2 separate regions of the Zea mays genome follow, and region 2 is linked to region 1. A link is a contact called in public Hi-C data. All regions are on one chromosome and are shown on one strand. The core of a region is the stretch at or near the end of the contact, and the rest is flanking DNA. Distances in the headings are between cores, read along the strand shown.

Region 1 (6,222 bases), core at 2,395-4,894:
TTAGCTTCTTCCTCTCCAATATCAGTTTCTGCCTCTCATGTCTGTTCATGGACTCCAACTTCTTCTCCTCAGTTGAAGCTACTGATTTGTAGATAGATAACCGTTCCAAAGAAAGCTCACCCATCCGTGTTAGGTACTCGGAATCAGTGGATGATGTGTTCTCAAATCTTTGCTTCTTTGCCTTTTCCTTGGATGAATCACGACCAAGCGGTCTCTTCAAAGTAAAGCTTGATGGACCTAAGTCTTCACCACCATCTAAGTCAATAGTATTTGATTGGGTACCTATTGGGTTGGGTGGAGGATTTTGGTTACCCATGTGCTGGTCCATCCATTTTGGTTGATCCTTCAATATGGACCAACAATGTAAGAAATGGAAGGGCTTCTTTTCAACAGTAGCAAACCGAGTAGCTGCAAGAGAAGTCTACAAAACAAAATATGCATTTCCTCAACCACTAGGGTGTAGTTAAGTACATTGAAGAACATATGCATAATAGTACATACACGTACCTTATCTGCATCAGTCATGCCACTTGGGTTTTGTCGAAGCACAGCCGTCATGTATCCAGCAAAGGTAGAACATTGAGTTTTGATACTGTCCCACCTGCTCATGAGACATTTCGTAGACCTCTCTGGCATTGATCCTCTGTGAGAGTTGTATGCCTCTGTAATCTGATTCCAAAATCCTTGATGCTTCTGACCAGTGTTCACTATGGGATCACAACTCACAGCCAACCAAGCTTGACAAACCCTCATATCCTCTTTAGACGTGAAATTTGCTAGCTTTGTACGTTGAGGAGCCTTCTTCACTGGAGGTGCTGCTGGTGAGCCCTGGGCTGGTATATCAGGCTGAGGAGCAAATGCAGTTTTCTGAAACTGAGTGCCATCATCCTCGGATAGGAAACTGCCATATTGTGCCATAACTTGGTTCCAGTCCGTACCCATGCTGTACATTTAAGGTACTCACATCAAAAATACAAGTGATTAAAATGAATAAGTGTAGTACATTGAGGCAACCATTTCAAATGAATAGAAACCATGACACATTAAACAGGACAGGCACAACAAAGTCACAAGTGCTGAGTACTAGATATATTGGAAAGTTGATAACATTGAACATAGCACGTGAACATAAACATGACATCAACGAAACCAGGAACTTGTGGCACACATCTGTTGTGTTCACATCAAGGTTTTAAAGTCGGCTAGTCGACTCTAGTCGCCTGAGCACCGATAAGGTGATTAATCATGATTAGTCGTCGATTTGCTCGATTAGTCAAGTCTAGTCGTCCACCTATAACAAGACCATATGTATATATCAATATATAAGTTGTAGTAGAACTGCAATACAACAGTACACTAGCTGTAGCAGGACAGCAGTACAATGATTTAGTGGAGGACCCAAGATTTCTTGACTAGGTATGCGAGATCAAGAGATGTCCTAGGGACATTGTCGTAGTGGCCTAGTGGGTCGGGAGGATAGCTGCGGAAGGCAGAAACTAATGGGTCTAGTAAAATCGTGGAGGAAGTTTTGAAGAGTAGAGATAGTGTTGCATACATACGTATACTATATGCTATTTATATTTTACAAAACAACGCTGGAGGGGGGGGGGCTCTACAGACTACAGCTGACGCTCGAGCAGAGGGTCGCCAGAGCACAGCAGGGTGACAAGGGAGGAGGGCGGCGGCGCTAGAGAAGGGTGCACGCGCGACCATGCACTACGTAATGCGTGTATTGTATTGGTACAAGTAGGGCAAAACAGTATTTGTGTTGTACAGATGGTGGGCCGGCCCATGTAACAGAGACCAGATTAGTGGCCCAAAACAGACAAAACTAATCGACCACTATACCTAGTCGGATGACTAATCGCGATTAGTCGGCGACTAGGACGACTATCGCTTCCTAGTCGCTCTAGTCGAGTCGGAGACCCTAATCGAGCTCCCTCTAGCGATAAGGCTGACTAATCGTGATTAATCGCGATTAGTCGGACGACTTTAAAACCTTGGTTCACATACAAAAGACTAGTACGACTTACATAAACCTAACACATACACTACTTCCTTAGGTGCATGGTAATCTAGTAGGGATAGGTGTCGTCGGTGGAGTAGTCACGTCCGTCGTCGTAGCAGACAATATTATTAGTGTTCAACTCTGAATCATAGTCAATCAGAAGCTCATCCTCTGTTTTTGATGATTCAGCAATTGGTGAAGGGGCCATGTGCTCCATCTCCCAGTCTTTTTTCCAGTGCAAGGTGATCAAGGTCCTTCGCGAGGTCCTCGATCTGAACTAAAGCACGATTCATTTCATTGAGGATTGGTGTGCTAACTGGTTGGAAGGCACCGTGGACGACATCGACGATGTCGGCACAACGCTGCTCCACTACTTTGATTAAATGAGCGAGTGCTCTTCGGAGCTTTGTGTTCTCTGAATCCATGGTCTACATAAAACATATGGTTCTGTTAATATACGTACCTGAAAATTTTATGTATACCGTGGCCTAGTTGCTAAATTGATGGTAAATATACTCGGAACCAGCTACTATTGGCAATAGGCAGTTCAAATATTGATGAAGATTACTCAATATTGTTGTGCCAAACAACTGGTGTTATCACTAGTGGCCATGATTCAGTGTGTCAAATACCACTCGCCATGTATTTTTGAATACACATTGATTCCTACAACAACAAAGCTTCTAGCAGAATGCAATTTTCTTAATTTCAACATCAATTATCAACAGAAAACCTAGGGGTCAAGGAATCCTAGAACCATCGATTGAATGTTGCCTGAACCCTAAACCCTAGATCTGGACGATTTGCAGCATATGAAGTACGAGAACCATACAAAGGAGAATGGATCTGCAATGTTGACAACCGAAGCTTTGTACCTTGTTCTCTTTGGATCTGGAGCACCCGACCGAATGGAAGACGATGTCGATGGCAGCGAGGAGTTGCGCTTGCGTTTCTCCGCACCTTCCTTCGTCGGCGCCGTGGATCTTCTCAGCCTCTTCGCGATGGCGGTTCGACGTCGACGAACACCGACGGTTGCACCCGAGTCTTGGATCTTTGTCTCATCGCCGGCCACCTCCTTGCCTCCAGCCATCGAAAGCGGTCCGCCGCTGGACCCGCTCGCGCACGGCCTCTTGGAGCCCAGCTTGGCCGGCTCCGCCGACGAGCCGCGCCGCGAGGCCCCCTCGCCGAGATGGATCAAAGTCGCCAGCGACGGGACAACAGAGCGTCCGGATTTTTCACCACCACGGGAGCCCGAACCCTCGCCCGGATAGCAGACGCTTGGAAGTCTCTACATCTAGAGTGCGTGTGGCATCCTCTAAAATTTAGAGTGTTATTTAGAGTGCCTTGCTGGGCACCTAGAGTACCACTCTGAATCCTAAATTTAGAGTACAGAACGGTTTATCGAGCCAGCCTTAGGCCTTAGCCCATAGGAGTGGTGATCAATTTTGACGGTGATAATGAACTGTTTACAATGTTATATCATACAGTACAACTTTTTTTTTGTAAGGAGACCATACGTACAGCTTTTACTTGCACAGAGTGCTCGCGCGTACTGACACGAGTCGGCAGCTTACAACATCATCCACACCGCAACACACAGCTCATGCAGCTGTACACTTGACGCTCAGCAAAGCAGCAGAGAGTACGCGGATGGATTTGGGATACGCGTAACCTCCATCTGAATACGTCCGATGCGATGCTCCTCCCTTTTCCCACCACCTCCCGTCTTCGCTGATCCCGTCAATCGCCTTTCTCCTCTTCCACGTCCTCCTTTCTACCCTCTTCGGGGCGTGTTCATAGCAAACGCGCCATCAAGATGATCGACGCCGATAATAAGTACGTATCACTCCCTCGAATGCTACTAAACCCTCCTAAACCAGCTCGGCGCGCAGGCAACTTCTCTATCTCCACTGCTCGCCTCGCAATCCAGCTCCAGCCGCGACCCTCCCTACCTACATACGCTAGGTCGTCGCTAGCTACCTAGCTTGAAGTTTGCGACTTATTAGTCTCGAAGCGAGAATGGGAGCTGCCTCGTCGCGGGAAGGGGACGCTGCCCGCGCGGCGGCGCGCGAGCACACGAAGCGGTGCCGGGAGCGGCGGCGGCTCGCGCGGGAGGCCGTGCGCCTGCGGCGGCACCTCGCGGCCTCGCACGCCGCGTACCTCCGGTCGCTCGGCGTCGTCGCGTCCGCGCTCACGCGCTTCGCGGTCGGCGAGCCGCTCCCGGTGTCCGACCACACCCCGCCCGCCGTGATCGCGCACCGCCCGGTCGTCGTCCCGTCCTCGCCTCCGCCGTTGCTCCGCGCCATCGACCAACAACCGCAGCCCGAGGCGCGGCGGGGCGGCGCCGTTCCTGCTGACGTCGGCGCTGTTTTTGAGGAGACGAGGATGGTGGTGAGGCACCGGAGCCTCGCGGAGGTCGCGGCGGGGCTGGAGGAGTACTTTGTCAAGGCCAGCGTCGCCGGAGACACGGTGTCGGCCCTGTTTGAGGCCAGTACCACCGAGTTCAACGGTAAGCCGCCGCGGCGTCACAGACTCACAATACACACTGACTGGCCAATGAGATGAGAAGACGCGTGTGGTGTGTGATGTCTCACTGACTGGCCAGCTGAATTTGCTCGCAGGTGCCTCAGCCTCACACAGCTTCTTGGGCGCGCTCTGCTGCCTTTCGGCGCCAACGCTCGACCGCATCGACAGCATGAGCAGCCGGCAGAGGCACAGCGCCACCTTGCAGCAGCTCCTGGCATGGGAGAAGAAGCTCTACAAGGAAGTCAAGGTGATCGAACAAAATTAAAGACACTGACAAGAGACAACATATATATACCTAATTGCTAAAAGCAGTCACGATGGTATATAGTTTGTGTTACCGCTGTCATGATTAGATGTTACCGCTGGAATAACGTGATGTTACCACACGCAGGCCAGAGAGAAATCGCAAATAAGGCACGACAAGAAGCTCGCTGAGCTGCGGGACCAGGAGTACAGCCGGAAGATCGACGTCGACATCCAGAAGCTCAAGGCGGCGTGGGACAGGGCGCGCGGGCAGCTGGAGACGGCCTCCCAGTCCGTGGACGCGACCTCCTCCGCCATCTCCCAGCTCCGCGACGCCCACCTCGCGCGCCAGCTCCTGGAGCTCTGCCACGCCGTGCTCGACATGTGGCGGGCGATGCGGCAGCACCACGAGGCGCAGGGCCTGCTCGCGCAGCAGCTGCGCGGGCTGAGCAGCCGCACGTCCATGGACCCCACGAGCGAGATCCACCACCGGGCCACGCGGGCGCTCGAGGCCGCCATGAACGCCTGGTCCGCGGCCATGGCGCACATGGCGAAGCACCAGCGCGACTACGTCCACGCCGTCCACGGCTGGCTCAAGCTGACGCTGACGCCGGTCAACGGCGCCGCCGAGGCCTCTCCCGTGGCGGCGGAGCTCGCCGCGTTCGTCGACCGGTGGGGGAAGGTGCTCGACCGCGTGCACTGCGTGGACGTGCTCAAGTCGATCAAGAGCTTCGCGGGCGCGGTCCGCGCGATCCACGCGCTCCAGAGCGACGAGCTGCGGGTGGCGCGGCGCGTGAGGCAGTACTCCCGCGAGCTGGACCGCAAGTCCCGGATGCTGCGGCAGGTCGAGAAGAGCTACTACGACTCGTACCTGCCCGGGGGCATGTCGATGTGGCACTGGGGGAGGCAGGCGCACGATGCGGGCAACGAGGTGGCGCAGCGCAGGGACGAGATCGCGGCTTGCCGGAAGATGGTGGAGGACGAGATGCGGAGGCATGCCAAGGCCATAGACGCCACGAGGACGGCCACGGTCACGGCCGTGCAGGGGAAGCTGCCTGCCGTGTTCCAGTCGATGGCCGCGTTCTCGGCGTCGCTTGCGAACTCGCTGGAGGCCGCGTACAGGGCTCCACAGCAGAACACCAACATGCAGGAGTAGCTAATATCCGCTCGTTCTTCCTTGCGTTTGCAATTTGTTTTTCTTGTTTTCAGGACCTATACATACAATACAAAATACAAATAGAGAACGTAGAATAAGGCACAAGACAACATTATCGACTTGTCGTAGTGTTTTTGGCTGTGTTGTTAGCCTTTGTCAATGCATACAAAACTGCATACATTTGCACGGAAAACATAGAATTTGCGGAGGAAGCTGCAATCGTTCAGATAAAACAAAGAGAAACTCATCCTATGCAAAAGTCTTCATTCGACAACCACTGAGGCTAATC
Region 2 (5,920 bases), core at 743-3,242, 240 kb before region 1:
TGTTTTTGCATTCTAACGTAAACATCTCGTGGCAAATGGGCTAGTGTTCAGACGGGTAAAAATGACTGCAAGTCTCTGGAAAATCTCAAAATAGAACCAAGCCCAAATACGTGCCATTTGGTTTACAAAATATAATTTAATTGGTAATGATAATGATTCACACTTGATTACTAGTGGTAATGAGTTTGAATAAGACGATATCAGTTTTTAGTGTGTTATCTGATTACGGTTGGACTTAACCAAACATGATTTTGTTACCATTAACATTACAAATATGTGAATTGAACAGCAGCATAGTTGTAAGTTAAGCTAATAAAGCCGCCGTCTGTGAACACCACACATTCCTTGGTCTAGTTCCATCTCACATTTGCGCACTTGAGGTACTTATTAGCTGGCGTTTTGTAGCATGCATCTACTATCAACGTGTTGATCAAATATATGGCACCAGAAAATGCAAAAAGCAACATGATTAATTAAATATGGCGAATTGGCGATATGATTCAGAAACATATAGCTATACTGTATTACATAAGCATGTACAGTCCTTTATTTACTTAATGTACAAAAAGTTCACATAATCAAACACCTTATATACGTATGTACCACCATTTCTGATCATATAATTACCCCAGTATATCTATGCCATCGATCTATGTCGACATGTGTAGTTCAGATTTCACCGACACATATACATATACCCTAATAAATATTCTATCGCCTCCTTTTTCTTATCGTTCTGTACACACACATGCAGCTCCAAAAGCTACGTCAAATCCTCTAGACGAGTTCAAAGCCAGGTCCGTCCGTCCATAACTAGAAACCGCTAACAATTATTAACGTCTTTACACCTATTGATGCTTACTGACCGATGTCCCCTTAGTTAACGGTGACCTCCGGGAAGCCGAGCTGCGGGTGTGGCGAGAGCGGCGACAGGATCCCGAACACGCCCTCCAGCTGCTCCCACGTCCAGCTCGACGGCGTCACGGGAAACATCTCGTGGCCGGCTCCAGCGTCCGACGAAGGAGAGCACGTCGTCACCGTCGAGGCCGGGGTGGTCGTTGTCGCGGGAGACAGCGACGACGCCGGCGACCCGGACGCCTCGGCCTTGACGGACTTGGCTGGCTCGGCTCCGGCTCCGGCCCCGGCCGTGGCCGTGGCCTCGGCGTCGTGCATCAGCTTCCGTTTGTTCTGGGACGTTGCCGCGGCTTGCGGCGGCGGCGGCGGCGGCGCGAGGAAGTCCGCGCCGCGGGTGCCTACCTCGTTAGGGAAGTTGAGGATGGCCTTGGCGCCGCGCATGCGGAACGCGGCGCGGTCGTAGGCGCGCGCGGCCTCGATGGCGGTGTCGTAGGTGCCGAGCCACACGCGGGAGCCCCGCTTCTTGGGGTCGCGGATCTCCGCCGCGAACTTGCCCCACGGCCGCTGCCGCACGCCGCGGTACTTGCGGAAGTCGTTCGCGTCCAGGGCCGCCGCGCCAGGTGCCTCCAGCGGCACGGCCGCCGGGCCCCAAGCGTGCGAGGCCGGAGGCAGAGAGATCGTGAGCAGCGGCCTCCGGCTGGGGTCGGACACCGGCGAAGGCTCACCCCCGAACCGGATCATCACCGGCTCCGCCCGGAAGGCCGCCTCGCCGCCGGCCGAGGCGACAGTGGCGTCCGCGGCGTACTCGTTCGTCAAGTCCACGTACGCAACATGCGACGGCTGCGGCAAGAACGCCGCGGGCTGGTGGAACTCCGCCTGCGTGGGATGGTGAACGACCGAAGCAGAGTACGCCGCGGCGTTAGTAACGATGGGGAGGCTAGCCTCGCCGCCGAGAAGCTGCTCGCGGATGAGCTGCAGGGAGAAGTCGTCGATTTCACCGCTGAAGTCCATGGTTCAGGTGTGGCCGTGTGGGGTTTGTGTTAGCTCGCAGCCTCGCGGGCGGGGTGTGTGGAGCTGAAGTGGAGGTCGCGACACACAAGAGGACTCGGGAGTTTGGATGCGTGCGCGACTGCAGACTGCGGGGTGGAGGGGTCGAGCTGGGCCGGCGTACTTATATAGGCGTGAGGGGAGAACTTTTTTTTGTTCTTCAGGTTTCCAGGTTTAGCAATAAGAGCAGACCGGAAGAGGACGATTAGTACGAGCTCCATATAATTTATTGACGAGACGCATGGGCCCGCTGTGAGGAATACGGCAATTACCTAACAAATTCGTGTAACGAACCAGCTAAAAATGGAGTGAGGGTTATCTATCACGACATCGCTGTACAAACAGGTAAACGATTTATGCCTATACGTACAAAAGTGCCATTCGGTAAACGACTTAACACTTGAGTACCTTTGTCGTGGAACACTCAATGAAATACCTGTGCCGTTAAAAACAAAAAAAAATGACTTACCTAGTTAATATTTTTATGACACTCATAAAGACACTTATGTCCTCTAACCACTACAATCATAAGACAATTATGTCCATTCAGGATATTCGTCTTAACTCTTAACCATTTCATGTTTATTTTGTTTTAAAATAAAGTTTTTTTTACTTTATGAGATCTATAGTTTCCTTTTGGTTATTTTTCCATCGTGGTCGTTTGAAGAATTTGAATTTTAGATGTGAGAAAATTCAATCATTTTTTTCTTGGATGGATTATTTCAAATAAAATATCTGCCTATAAAGTTATATAATTTTTTAAGATATACAACTTTTATTTTAGTTGGTTTTTTATTCGAGATAGTTTGAAAAAAAAAATCAAATTTCAAACAGTGTGAGAGATCAAACATGATTTATTTAGTTGAATAGATGGGTTTAAATGAAAAGGCTATCGACTACGAAGATGAATAACATTTTTAAAACTATAACTTTTGTTTTGGGCGTTTCTTCATTCGAGGTTGGTCGCTACCGCTGTAAGAGTGCTAGCTCACATGTGTAGTTACTTGTAACTATAGATCATGTTTTGCCGCCCCCGGCCCTTTCGTTGTAAGAGTGCATCAGTTCGTCCATTATCGATCACGTCCATTGCGTTTTGCCGCCCCCGGCCCTTTCGTTTGACGTCAGGCTCCGCCGCTGGACGCCGCAGATCCAGCGGACCTGGCCTGGTCCTGCGACTAAACCACCGAGGTAGGCAGGTAGCTGCGCTGGCGCTGGCGCTGTCTCGGCAAGTCGGCCCGATCGAGCTGCCGGCCCCTCCTCCCCTTCTGACCTTGGGATGAGCGGCTCCACCGTGAACAGCAGCGGCACCTGTAGCTTGAGCTAGACTCTCAGTTAAGGCGGACGGCGATCGATGGGTCTGCTGCTGCCTGCCGGTGTTGATGGATGGCCGACTGGGCGCACGTTATACTAACTCGTGTAGTCGTAACTGTGACAGAAAGATACATACGTAGGATGAGACGCGGCAAACGCTGGCAAATAAACACATAACATAAAAGCTGTACTGCATGTCTGCATCTGCTCAGTGTGTGTCACACGATCGATAGAGATATATCCAGCCACAAGGTTCTGATAACGCTGGTCTGGTACATGGAGAGTTTGGCAATGGCAAGTTTGATTTTTTGCTCGTGGAAGATAAGGTTTTTTTCCCGGGTTGTACGCACATCGGTACACGAGTACACCACATCCGATATGCTAGAAAGCATGCATACATGTACGCGCGTGCGGGATTGAATAGACGCTACGATAGTTCTCTGTGCATGCACGGACGACGTTCTGTTATGAACGAAGCAATGCAGTACATAGAAGATAGGACATGAACGCTGGATGAGGATCTTCTCCGTTACGTCTCATCTATCGAGCTCCCTTCGTTCGTCAATCGTCACCGTTGTATTCCTTCTGCAGCGGAAGTGACAGGGGCCGGGAGCCGGAGAGCCTTGACCCTGATGGATGGGTGCTTCTGCTGTGCTGCTAGCCCACGATTAATTGGGACGACGGTGCGGCGCACAGGCCGGCACCGGCAGGCAGTCTCGGCTTTGTATAACGCGTAGGCCAGGGGCGCCAGTCACGGGTTCTCATGGGACGTGACACGGGTAGCCGGATAGGGCGGTACCAAACAGCTGCCGGCACAGTGACACCGTACGGTGGCGAAAAGGGCTGTGCCTGCTTGTCGGTTGTCACTCTGCTGATCGCTTTCGGACACGTATCGGGTGGCGCTGTTATTATTGTTTCCCACGTACATCAGCGCGCAGCCCTTGCATGGTCGCGCCTCCGCTTGTACACACACGCATATAATGCACACTTGCCACCGGCATCAACGCATCAGAAGGTACCAACACTTGTTTCTGCCAGAGCCATGGCCAGCCTCTCCAAGGATGTAGTAGTAGTGTAAGTGTAGTGCCCCTACTAGCTGCCGTACATATTCACTCTGTCATGAGGCCATTCCTTATTTCTATGTATTTGTTCATTTACGAGTTACGACTTATTTAAATATATATTTTGAGATAAACTAGTTTAAATTCAATTTATATCTCTACTAACTATTAAGTCTCGTTTGTAGACTGCCCCCGCCTCCTTCCGCCCGCCCGCCCCGCCTCCTTCCGCCCGCCCGCCGCAGTCCGTACGTCCGCGACCCCACCGCAATCCCGCACATTCCGCGACCGCCGCAAACGACCGCCCCTCCCTTCGCCCGCTTGCCGCAACGGATTTCCTTAACCTCACTGACTCGTGCTTCCCGCAGACTCCGTTGTTGGTCAGAGACGCCTCAGGCACGTCCTGCCGCCCGCCCCAACGCCGCCGCGCTGGCGGGACTCGCCGTACCACCCGTCGCCATCACCACCTCTGCGGGACCATGCGCGGCCCTCGCCGCGCCGGGCGCCAACTTCAGCCTCCTCAACGCCGCCCCGCGCGCTGCCGCCGCCGCCGCCGCCGCAGACGAGGACGCCAGGGTCAGGCTCACCATCTGGAGGCTCCCCGGCGGCGGGTCACGGTCGGGAGGTTCGCCGGCGGGTCGAGGCCCGACGAGAGGGAGCTCCCCATGGTGTACACGGAGATGGAAGGCGAGTTCAACTTTAACAGCGGCCACGCGCCCAGGCGGATCTCGTGGGGCGCCAGGCAGGCCGCGGCCACGGACAGGGGCACCGTCCGCCGCTTCCTCTGCAGCGTCTTCGCCTGCTTTGGACGCGGCCACGCCCCGTCGGCGGCGGTCGCGCGCGCCATGCCTGAGCTCAACGACGATGACGTGGTGTCTGACCACAGCGCCGCCTTCATCCATGGGTCCAGGAGCTGGAGCACCAGTTGGAGGCTCAAGGACGGGCGTGCCGACGCCATGGTGCAGAGATGACCGCCGTATACTGTGTGGAACTGCTTGTAGTACTACTTAGGAGGATGAGGATGATTTAAGGTTGTAGAACAGGGCAAATTGGTGTTAGTACATATTGTAGTAGTGAGGAAGGGAAGGAGAGCAGCATCTCGACCTCTCAAGCTGAGTTGTCTTGTGACGGCCTATCAGGTCACAAGCTGAGTTGTCTTGTGACGGCACGCAGAGAGCTGGCCGTTGTCGATGCAGGGGAGGATGTGGCGGTCCTATTTACCAAATCGCCGGTGTTTTCATCTCCAAGTCCAAGGAGGATGCGCTCTGCACCAAGAACATGGTCCCGGGAGAGTCCGTGTACGAAGAGAAGCGTGTCTCCGTTCAGGTGCGCGATTGCTTATTCATGTCCTGTTTTATCTTCTCCTTTTATTATTGTATTGGTATTGCTTGTGTTTTCTGTTCCGGGAATGAGCTGACCTGTTGTAGATATGCGATTTTGCTGTTTGAATAAATATGTACGTTTTCATGGTCTGGTTATTGTTCTTTCGTGTTATCTGTTCATCCCAGTATGTTATATGTAGCCTTATTTAGAATCTGAAATTTATTCTGTTGAGATTCAGTCCACAAGAACTTGGTTATAACTGAGTATTGGATGCACTGTTATGTTCTGTTATCTTGAGACAACATCCTTGGCTTTGAGCTCCGTAA

The links. Hi-C and Micro-C count contacts between places; a contact is called where the count stands out from the background.
Region 2: a Hi-C map of leaf shows a contact between it and region 1, with 6 times the contacts expected there. The contact joins the promoter of LOC100384725 here to the promoter of LOC103627496 in region 1. A contact is called at or near these places in 11 of 25 Hi-C or Micro-C datasets (bundle sheath, ear, endosperm and 4 more).

What each region holds. Positions count from the first base shown.
Region 1 is chr5:195,466,465-195,472,686 of Zm-B73-REFERENCE-NAM-5.0, reverse strand. LOC103627496 reads left to right here and starts at 3,644. Exons shown (of 3, transcript XM_008647784.4): 1 at 3,644-4,517; 2 at 4,630-4,781; 3 at 4,926-6,113. The coding sequence starts at 4,028. The coding sequence ends at 5,933.
Region 2 is chr5:195,701,201-195,707,120 of Zm-B73-REFERENCE-NAM-5.0, reverse strand. LOC100384725 reads right to left here and starts at 1,992. Exons shown (of 1, transcript NM_001177195.1): 1 at 702-1,992. The coding sequence starts at 1,866. The coding sequence ends at 877. LOC111589434 (small nucleolar RNA snoR60) reads left to right here and starts at 5,915; the gene lies at 5,915-5,920.